Linked DNA regions of Pan troglodytes: region 2 is linked to region 1. Evidence: chromatin contacts called from public HiChIP or PLAC-seq data. All regions are on one chromosome and are shown on one strand. The core of a region is the stretch at or near the end of the contact, and the rest is flanking DNA. Distances in the headings are between cores, read along the strand shown.

Region 1 (5,463 bases), core at 2,648-5,147:
CCATGAAGGCACAAACCAGAAAGTAAGTACTCGTCCAGTCACAATGAAAGGAATGAAAGCATAAGGACGATGTGCATGCACGTGTGGCGCCGGGGACCCATGCTCCAGGTTAGCTACTGGAAGACACAGAGCCTAACCCAAGCCAAGACAACTCAGATACACTGACAGGATTTGAGGACCCTGTCTTTCTTCCCTCCACCGAATATCTTCACACACAAGGAGGAGCAGAGAGAGGCAGCAGCAGCCCAGTCAGGGCAGAGGTAGTGCTTCGCTTCAGAGGGAAGGGTTGACTCTTAGCTTGCTTCTCAAAGCTCAAGTCGGGGGCTGGGCATGGTGGCTCACGCCTGTAATATCAGCACTTTGGGAGGCCAAGGCAGGCAGATAACCTGAGGTCAGGAGTTCGAGACCAGCCTGGCCAACGTGGTGAAACCCCATCTCTACTAAAATTGCAAAAATTAGCCTGGCATGGCGGCATGCCCCTGTAATCCCAGCTACTCGGGAGGCTGAGGTGGGTGGATTGCTTGAACCCGGGAGGCAGAGGCTGCAGTGAGCCGAGATCGTGCCACTGTACTCCACCCTCATGACAGAGCTAGACCTCGTCAAAAAAAAAAAAAAAAAAAAAAAAAAAAAAGCTCAAGTTGGGAGAGGAGAGGCTCCTTAAGACAGAATGGGCTGGAGTCCACTCCACTCCGGCAGGGAACATTTGGCCCTAGCTCTGCCAGGGTGGAGGGGGTGTCAGGAGACCTAGGGAATGGTCAATCCCTGCCTGTGGAGGATGGACCGTGCCCAAGGCCTGGGCAGTAGAGACAATGACAGTGGCTGCAATGAGCTTTGACAATGGGCAAAAACTCAGAGGAGTGGAAGGAAGATATTTTCTTCCTCTCTGCGCTATTTTGGCTTTGGTGAGGGACCAGAAGGAACTCCAGGGATCTGGAAAAATTCTACTGGAGAAGTTGGTGATTTGTCCTTCTGGCCAGTAGAGGTGGTTCTCAGCTACAACAGCTCCCCTGCCCACCCACCCACAGTGCCCCCACAGCTGAGTTGCTGCGGGCTGGGTGCCAGGCGATGTGCATGCCGCACATGTGAGTCCCAGGTGCATGGGGTCTCCCAGCGCTCAGAGCCTCCCACCACCCTGCACCCAGGGTGCCATGCCCTCTCTCTTTCCCTGCACCCTATGGCTGCTGTTTTCCCTCAATATCCATTCTCTCCTTCTCTATTGTAATATTGGAACACTCCAATTTCTGTCTAGCTGGGCACATGATTGCCCAGAATGAAGCCTACACTTCCCAGTTCCTTGCAGCTGGATGTGGCCACACAACTAAGCTTTGGTCAATGGGATTCAAGCTGAAGTTTGGGCCATGTGTGCTCTTTCTGGCTGTGCCCTTTAAGGAAAGGGGCATGCCATGGCCCACTCTGGCCTCTTTTCCCTGCTGGCAGGAGGCATAACACTTCTCTTGACCCACCTGTCTGGGGCTGCAGATGCCCCTGTCCAGGAGGTTTGGCAGAGCCAGGGGCTGCCCTAGCCATGCTGGGTTGGAGGTCTCAGGGTCCTGGAGAGGCACAGTGCTTGTGACCTCACCTGAGCGATCCCACACAGGGCTCCACGGGCCCCACCTTGCAGTGAGAGGACTGTTGGGCACAGTGAATGGCCCCAAGAAAGGCACTGATGTCCTCTTCAGTAAGTGGGGGGCGGGGGGGTGGTTTACTGGTAAGAGCAGGTATTTACTGGTTAGTGCAGTTCCCTGTGTGGGAATGTGCTACTCATTACTCATTCAGCCCTCCTATCAGCCCGCACAGAAGGCCTCTTTATTTCCATTTTGCACATGAGAAAATTAAGGCTTAGAAAGTGTTGTTAGCCAGCCCACAGGCTTATGGCTATTAAAGTCTGGATTTGAACCCAGCTCTGGCTTCAAAATTTATGCAGTTGGTCACTCCATTGTTCTTCCCCAGTAACTCCGAAAGATCCATCAGAGTCCTCCAGCTGAACGACTGGATCCCTGCCTGGCTGATCCCATCCACCACTGTATGACTGATCGCTCCATCTATGTTCCCAGTGCTGTCATCTCACCTGAGCTTCCACTTGGATTCTCAGTTGCCTTTGAGCCACCTGACTTGATGGTTAACAGCTGCCTCAGACACAGCTATCTGCTAGTACTGTGTTCCTCCCAGACTACCCTCAGTAGATCTGTGTCCCTCCCCGGGGCCCTGGCATCACCTCCCACTGTTGCCAGGCTTAGCCTTGGCTCTCCTGGGGTGCCCTTCCCTGCCTCGTGCCCTTATTAACTTCTCACAGTTCCCTTCCCCTCCTTGCATGCTTCCATTTTCTGCCCAACAGTTCCAGGTTCCTCAACCCTTGGCTCCTGCTGAGAATCTTTCAGCAATCCCCTATTTGCTACGGAAGAGTCCAGCCCCTCCACGGCACGGCCCCTGTGATCAGGCTGCCTTCCTGCCCCCCTCCTCACAAGTTGAAGGACCACTGCTCCACTCTACCCTGGGCTAGGCAGTGCTGGCTTCCCACCAACATCCAGTTTCTCCTTCTTCCTTAGTGACAGACCCCAATTTTTAGCTGCTCTTCCCGATAAAGACTACATTTCTCAGTTTCCCTTGCAGCTAGCTGTGGCCATGTGACAAGCTTCTGGCCAATGAGCTATAAATGAAAACGTTACATAGGCCCTCCAGTAAATCAGCTTAATTGCAAGCTGGCTTGGCTTAGCTTAGAGGAGTGCCCATTTGAGTCTTTCTCTTCCCTGATGCTTGGAGCTCTGATGTACTGGCTGGAGTTCCAGCAGCACTTTTGGTACATGACGTGACCTTGAGGCCAGTGCTAGAATGGTGGAGCTGAACAGCGGAGAAAGCCTGGGTCCCCTGTGGCTGCAGAGGTGTCATGACTAGCTGGACTGCCTGTCTTCAGCTTATTTTATGTGAAAAAGAAATGAACATGCCTTGCTCAAGCCACTGTCCTTTTGGACATTCTCTTGCATGCAAGCAATCCTAATCCTACCTGATACAACCATACAGCACAGATCATGTCTCCGTTCCTATGCTTTTGTGTGTGTATTCCTTCTCCCTGAAATGCCTTTCATTCCTTTCCTGGCTGTTGAAATCCTATTTACCTTTCAGGGCACAATTTTAATAACTCTTCTTCCACAAAACCTTCACCCATTCCCTGGGCATAACAACCCCTCGACACCGCTGGTTTTCCCAGCCCTCAGTTTGGCCCTCTTGTAGCACTTACCTAAATTCCAGGGCATGCACAAAGTGGCTGAAGGATGAGGATTGGGTTTCCTTCAATCTCTGGTTACCCAGAACTGGGACAGTGCTTGGCACATAGCAGGCACTAAATCAATTCCTGTTGAACACACATGCATGCACACACGCATGCACACGCATACACACACCCCACACAGGGCAGGCACCACCAGGGCAGGTACCAGGTGTCTTTCCAGGACAGACACCCTGACAGTTGTGTATGGGGTGAGGGGGCACGGGAAAAAGGAAAACAAGAAACCAAAAGAAGAGAGGGCACACCTTTCCCTTGACCCTTCCCTCACGCACAGGCATGAGCAGCCACGCCAGGCCTGGAAGCTGTGCCTCTCTCCCCCAGCTCCCCTCTCTGGCAGGCTCCCCATTCATGCCCAGTGGGCGCTCCCGTGCTGGCTGCTGGCGGGGAGAACCAGGAGGGAGGAAGGCTGTGGAGGCGCCCGGCAGAATCAGGACCCAGGAGGACCGCAGCAGAGCGGAAGTGACAGCACAGACCTGTTAATAACTCTGGGCTGGTACTGTGCTACAGGCTGGCCTCCCTCTCCTCCCTCCCACCCCCAAGGCCCCGTGGGGGCTGCAGCTATTGGTCCAGAGGGCTTGTTGGAGTTGTTGGGTGCTCGAGAGGCAGGCCGACTTGGTGGCTGAGGGCGGCGCCTAGGACACAGTTGCAGTCCTGGCGGAGCGTTTGTGGCCCATTCTCTCCAGGGCACCAGGCCTGTGGTCAGTTCCGCTGCCGGCCACCGGGTGGCAGTGCTGGTCAAGCCCTCCAGCCTCCAGAGCCGGTCTTCCCAGGCGGCGTGGATGCTTCCTGACTCACCAGCTCCGCCAGAACGACATTGTTAGGGCTGGAAGGGCTTAGCCAACATAACACGAAGACGCAATTTATGTATGATTTGAGGGTCCGATTGGAAGGGTTTTTTTGTACATCTACACACCTGTGTGACCACGATCAAGGTGCAGGACGTTTCCAGCTCCCCAGAGGCTTCCCGTGTCCCTGCCGATCACTACCTCCCAAAGGCAGCCTTGTCCTGCTTCGAACACCACGGATGGGTTTTGCCTGAACTTCCTATGAATGGCAGCACGCGGTGCTCTTTGGGTCTTCCCTTACATCAGCCTCACGGCTGTGAGGTTTATCCACGTCGTTGCAGGTAGCAGTAATTTGTTGTCATTGGCACAGTATTCCATGGCGCGCATATGTGGCAGTTTAGGTCCTGCTGATGGTTGTGGGAAGCTGGGCCGGGAGCAGCCTCTGAGACAGAGATCAGGGACAGGGCTGCTTAGGCGGCAGACCCGGGGAAGCATAGGCCTGGACTGGGTGTGCGTGGGACACTGGCCTTGGCCTCCGGGGAATGGGCCCTGCATTCCCGGGGATCTGAGCAGCTCAGCTCCCCCAGCTGAGGGTGAGGTGGACAGCAGTGGACATTCGCTTGTTTCCAGGCTGGGGCTGTTGTGCAGAGCGCTGCTGTGGGCCAGCACACTTGGTTCACGGGGGTGGCATGGCTGGGCCATGAGGCTGGCAGAGGGGTGCCTTGTGCAAAAGCTCCCAACGCTGCCCTGTTTGGCCCCTGCGCGCCCTGGCCGACCGCCCACAGCGCCCGCGGCCCTGATGTTCTGGGGCTGGTTTCTAGGCAGGGCAGCCCCTGCCCTCTGAGATTTTGGCCCGGCGGGGAACGGATGAGGGCTGGCAAGTGTCATAGGTAGGCGTCCCTGGGCCTTAATGGCAGGGACCACGAGGGACCGGGCTGCCTGACAGTGCCCCAGGTTGGGCTGGGCTCCCGGTCCCGCTGGGCCGCACGCTGGAGTGGGCGCGGGGCAGCAGTGGCTTCCTCGTGTGTCAGGCTCTTCCCGGAGCGCGGGTTGAGTCTTGAGAGATAACCTGCGTGAAGACATGTGTAGTGATGGAGCTCTGGGCAAGAGAGGCCGACTGCAACAGAGGGGTCCCAGTGAGGCTACCACCCACCCTGGGAGACGGGTGTGTGGGAGCTGCGGTATAGTGAGCCTCGGCGCCGCTCACCTCCCTCTGGGGCGCCCCTCCCGGCTTTGGGGGCTCCCGGGCCCTCGGCGCCTCCTGCAGTACTGACCGCCGCCAGCAGGGGCCGCCTCAGTCTCGGCACAGCGGAGACCGCCCCGCGCTCGAGGGCACGGGCCCGCCCGTCTCAAAGCAAAGGTTTGCAGCGGGGCTGGCGGGTGACATCTACTGCG
Region 2 (5,196 bases), core at 1,211-3,710, 240 kb after region 1:
CGGTACAGCTTCACTGTGTCATCATAGCTGGCAGAAGCTAAGAGCTGGGGGAAGAGTGAAAGGAAACCCAACATGTGTCTGTGTGGCCCAGGAAGCAAAGGACAGGTCAGTTCCAGGTATCTGCTTTTATTTTATTTTATTATTTATTTGAGATGAAGTTTGCTGTTGTTGCCCAGGCTGGAGTGCAATAGCACGATCTCGGCTCACTGTAACCCCCGTCTCCTGGGTTCAAGTGATTCTCCTGCCTCAGCCTCCCGAATAGCTGGGATTACAGGCATGTGCCACCATGCCCGGCTAATTTTGTATTTTTAGTAGAGACGGAGTTTCACCACGTTGGCCAGGCTGGTCTCGAACTCCTGACCTCAGATGATCCACCCACCATGGCCTCCCAAAGTGCTGAGATTATAGGTGTGAGCCACCACACCCAGCCGGATCTGTTTTTATAAAGGGACTAATGTTTTTTGTTCACAGATGGAACTCTCCGTAAAAGCTAGATTAAGGCTGAAAAGCAGAGGAAGGCTGGGCACAAGCCTGCACACCAGAGCCCTTCCCACAAGAGTCCCTGCTTGACTCTTACCTCCTGACTTGGGTGCCAAACCACATGCTTGACATCCTGTGTGTGGGAGTTGAGAACACTGACACATTCATACTCATCCTCTTCATCAACTGTGGGAGAGAAAAAGGGGACCCAAGAGCCGACCCTGTCAGGGACACAGAGGGGGCTGTCAGGTGGTTCCCAATCCACCTGGAGGGACCTGGCCTCACCTTCCCAGACCCAAACGCTCTTATCTCGGCTGCAAGTGGCCAGGAGGTTGCCAGATGGGGCCCAAGCCACTGACTTGACCTCATTTTCATGGCCCTCGAGAGTGGTTACACACTGTGAAAGGGGAAAGAAAATGAGAATTAACAGCAGCTAACACCCCTAAGCCCCTTCCCATGGGTACAGCCCAACTGGCGCAGGTTGGCTCAGGTTCCTGAACCAGCCCTGGGGAGGAAACAGGCAATAATACTGGTCCCAACCAGCCTGGGTACCTCAAAGTCATCCTGGTTCTTCTTCCAAATGCAAGTGGTAGCATCAAAGCTGGCAGAGGCCAGGTAATTACCGCAGGGGGACCAGGCTACCTTCCGCACGGTGCGCTGGTGGCCTTCAGAAAGGACAGACTTGCAGATCCAGCTGTCACCTAAAGGCGGAGCGCAGGCCAGGCTCTGGAGCTGGGTGCAGCACCATGAAGCCATTCAATATCAGGGGCTAGCACTGGAATCAAGCTAGTGGGGGAAAGCTCAGGGAGTGTATTTCACAGCTTTTACAAAGATGCAACTGAATCTACTTCCTCTGGAAGCTTTTTTTTTTTTTTTTTTTTTTTTTGAGACGGAGTTTTTGCTCTGATGCCCAGGCTGGGGTGCAATGGCACAATCTCGGCTCACTGCAATCTTCGCCTCCTGGGTTCAAGGGATTCTCCTGCCTCAGCCTCCCGAGTAGCTGGGATTACAGGTGCCCGCCACCACGCCCAGCTAATTTTGTACTTTTAGTAGAGACGGTTTCACCATGTTGGCCAGGCTGGTCTTGACCTCTTGACCTCTTGACCTCAGGTGATCTACCCGCCTCTGCTTCCCAAACTGCTAGGATTACAGGCGTGAGCCACCGCGCCCAACCTCTGGAGGCATCTTTCTAAAACAAATCTGATCTAAAATTGCTATTGGTTCCCCAATGCCCTCGGGATAAAATGTGACCATCCAGTCGCAAGTTACTCTGAAGGCCACTTTCCTAACACCTCTCTTTTCCCATTTTCCTGCCTCTGCAGCTAACACAATTCCCTTGACATTTCAGCTTGTCTGCTTACGTTTTTCCTCCCAACAGTCGCAGACTTCTTTACCTTAAAGCCCTTCTCGGCGTGGCTAACATCCCACTCTCCCTCCGCCAGGAACAGGTTCAGCCTCCCCTGCAGGCTGAGCGCCTGCACTACGCGCAGGCTGAGCCCTCAGCGCTGAGGGCCGCGCAACCAGGCTGGGCCTTACCCTCCGTGCCCCAGATGCGGATTCTCCGGTCGCCGCCGCACGAGGCCAGCAGGGTCCCCGCGGGGTTCCAGGCCAGGAACCAGCAGCGGGAGTCCGGGTGCGCCGGGACACGGCCCAGCAGCACCAGCGAGTCCTTCATGTCGGCCCGACGCAGGGGGAGGTGGGGGCGGGCAGAGTCCGCTGAGCAGACAGCGGGTCTCACCGCGCGCGTCTGCGTACCGCCCACTCCAGGCTTCCGCGGCCGACAGAGGCTCCCGCTTCCGCCGGAGGACCTGGGTCGCCCCGGAAACTCAACTGCCCACTGCTGCGGCCGCCATACCCTCTGGGAGTTGTAGTCGCTCCCCTCACCTCGGCAGGGAAAGCATCGCGGGACCGCCTCGAACTACCAGTCCCGTGAGGCCCTGCGCAGAGCCGGCGGCGCGCCCAGCCTGTGACGCGCGCGGGGGACGGGGCGGGGAGCCGGAGGAGGAGGAGGCAGAGGAGGAGGAAGCCGGAAGTGCATCGGCCCCGGGTCTGTCCGGGCGTTGCGGGATTGGGGCCTGGGAACGCTCGGCCCCCGGCAGCCGAGAAGCCCGTGACTGGGCTGAGCAGCACCATCCCAGCCCTGGGGCCTGCTGACTGGTGAGGAACAATGGGCGGCGTGGGGAGGGTCTTTTCTGCGCACAGGTCGCACCCCAAACCGCCGGTCCCAGATCACGAGTCCCCGATCCCCGCGGCCCAGCCCGGTCCTCCGCCTCTCGGCATCCTCTGGCTGAGACCCTGACTCCGGGTCTTTGCTCTAGCAGTAGCCGATCCCCGATCCCTCCGCCCCCCACTCGAGTCTGCCCAGACCCCATCTGGCCCCTGGCCGTCTTCGGTTGTCGTCCCGCAGTCCCATTCCGGAGTCTCCTGTCTCCGCCCCCCGAATTCCCGCAGCCCTCCCCGTCTCCGTCAGCCCCGGGTCCCACCCCCCTATCCTCTGGTGTCAACCCTGACAGCCCAGTCCCGGCTTCACCTGCAGCGAACCCGGAGCGTTGCTATCCTCCACCGGACTGTCAGGCTCTGCGCGCCCCGCGGAGGTCGGCGGCGACCAGCAGCGACTGCGGAGCGACGGCGGGCGGCCCCGGGCATGTACGCCCCCGGAGGCGCAGGGCTGCCCGGCGGGCGCCGGCGGAGGAGCCCGGGAGGCAGCGCTCTGCCCAAGCAGCCGGAGCGTAGCCTGGCCTCGGCCCTGCCTGGCGCCCTGTCTATCACGGCGCTGTGCACTGCCCTCGCCGAGCCCGCCTGGTTGCACATCCACGGAGGCACCTGTTCGCGCCAGGAGCTGGGGGTCTCCGACGTGTTGGGCTATGTGCACCCGGACCTGCTGAAAGGTGAGGGTGCTGCGCGCTGGCCCTTAAAGCCTCGGTGGGGGACAGAATGTGTTCTGGCTGAAGCAGAGATAGCCAGGGACCAGACACTTGGTTGAAGGAAACGGCCCCATAACTGCCTGGTGTTCATGCCCACCAGGTGGCTCTGTTTGGGGTCCGGCCCCTCATTAATTCTGATGTTATTCAGCTAAGCACCTACTCCTCACAGCCATGTTAATCCGGACTGCTGCTATTTTAGGATTCTGCTGGAGGAAGGACGCTGTGTATCGAGAAAAGATAAGGGTGCTAGGTATCACAGTTAGCTGGCCTCTTCTAAGGAGCCTGTGAAATATGGAAAAGCTTCTTTGGGGCAGACTGATTAATGGAGAAAAAGGAACTTTTAATATGACTAGGTTTTAAAACATATCTTAGAGTTTTATGGTAATCGGATGCGTATTAGAGAAGAAGGGAATCTGTGGCATTTTAGGTAATCGGAAGACCGTTCCATTGCCACCCGCAATACAACAGTCGGAATGTGGCTCTTGGAACCATTATAGGTGTGCCTGACAGAGGCAAGGTTGCTTTGTTCATCATCATGCTTTCCGGCCAGAAAGACAGCAGACGATGGGAGGGTCCTATGGGCCCCATAGTTTATCCTGCCCAGTCTTGTCGCCAGTAAAAATTGTGAAGTGTGAGGACAGGACTGGACTGTATCACCTGCTTTTTACCCTAACAATGATCAATGTACCCCAAACAGTCCTTAGTAACAGCATAGTTCATCAACCCCAAGGTCTTTTGAGCCATCTTGAAGGTCTTATATCCTCTCTGTGCTATCCTCTCTGTGCTATTCCCTGGCTGTGATGCATTCCAGATGTTTACTGCACCGCCTATCAGAAGCACTTCCTGTTAGATATCTGCGTGTTACCTCCTGAAGAATTCAGGCACTGGGATTTGGTGAAAAGGTCCAAGTTCCCCGCTGTGCATCGGACCATACTCTGCTTCTGCAGGTCTAGGCTGAAAAGCCTCATCCTTGTGGCCAAATGTTGCCTTTCTCTGAGTGTTCTCTTACTGTTTTGCATCTCTCTTGAGTTTTAGAAGCTGTAGGGTGATTTTGTAGAAGGTTGGGGACAACTGGTTGTTTCCAGATTTCACCTTAATGGTACTCTTTGCTGGGTTGGCTCATTAAAGCCAAAGTTATGCACACGACAGAGGCCTTATATGCAGCCTTTTCTCTGTCATGTTGCTAATGGCACAAAGAGCATTAAGCTTGAGTGAGTCTTGGTGGTTTTTCTGTTAGCACATTGCCCTGTACTTGCTTTCTTTGAAGCACACATACCACCTTCCCACCACTAGACCCATCAGATCTAGAAAGCTAGATCTCTGAAATCTAGCACTGCATAGGGTGTGCTTAGCTGTGGCTCAGAAAAATGAAGGATCTCCCCAAGGCTACCCAGTTTAGGGTGGCAGAGCTGGGACTACCCCACCTCTGTTGATGCCAATATAAAATGATGCCGTGCCATTTATGGTTTTTATCCTTTGTTTTACTTCAGCTGTCATAAGGAGCAATCTCATAATTATTTCACTTTGGTGTGCATCCTTGTCGAAGGCATGTTAAAAATAAAAGTAAATTTTTGAGCCGGGCGTGGTGGCAGGCATCTGTAATTCCAGCTACTTGGGAGGCTGAAGCAGGAGAATCGCTTGAACTTGGGAGGCTGAGGTTGCAGTGAGCTGAGATTGCGCCATTGTGCTCCAGCCTGGGCAACAAGAGCGAAACTCCATCTCAAAAAAAAAAAAAAAAGAAAGGCCAGGAACTGGCTCACACTTCTGATCCCAGCACTTTGGGAGGCCGAGG

Evidence for each region. HiChIP or PLAC-seq counts read pairs in DNA pulled down with a chosen protein or histone mark.
Region 2: a contact with region 1 is called in an H3K4me3 HiChIP or PLAC-seq map of stem cell-derived excitatory neurons, with 15 times the contacts expected there. The contact joins the promoter of CIAO1 here to the promoter of NEURL3 in region 1. A contact is called at or near these places in 1 of 7 Hi-C or Micro-C datasets (stem cell-derived neural progenitor cells) and 1 of 1 datasets of contacts at active chromatin or transcription factors (stem cell-derived excitatory neurons).

Annotation. Positions count from the first base shown.
Region 1 is chr12:26,559,545-26,565,007 of NHGRI_mPanTro3-v2.0_pri, forward strand. It overlaps NEURL3 (neuralized E3 ubiquitin protein ligase 3), which reads left to right and starts at 3,898. Exons shown (of 4, transcript XM_016948975.4): 1 at 3,898-4,409. The coding sequence starts at 4,334.
Region 2 is chr12:26,803,481-26,808,676 of NHGRI_mPanTro3-v2.0_pri, forward strand. It overlaps CIAO1 (cytosolic iron-sulfur assembly component 1), which reads right to left and starts at 2,461. Exons shown (of 7, transcript XM_001144741.7): 1 at 2,017-2,461; 2 at 1,033-1,181; 3 at 766-877; 4 at 578-666; 5 at 1-44. The coding sequence starts at 2,155. TMEM127 (transmembrane protein 127) reads left to right here and starts at 2,436. Exons shown (of 3, transcript XM_054678621.2): 1 at 2,436-2,637.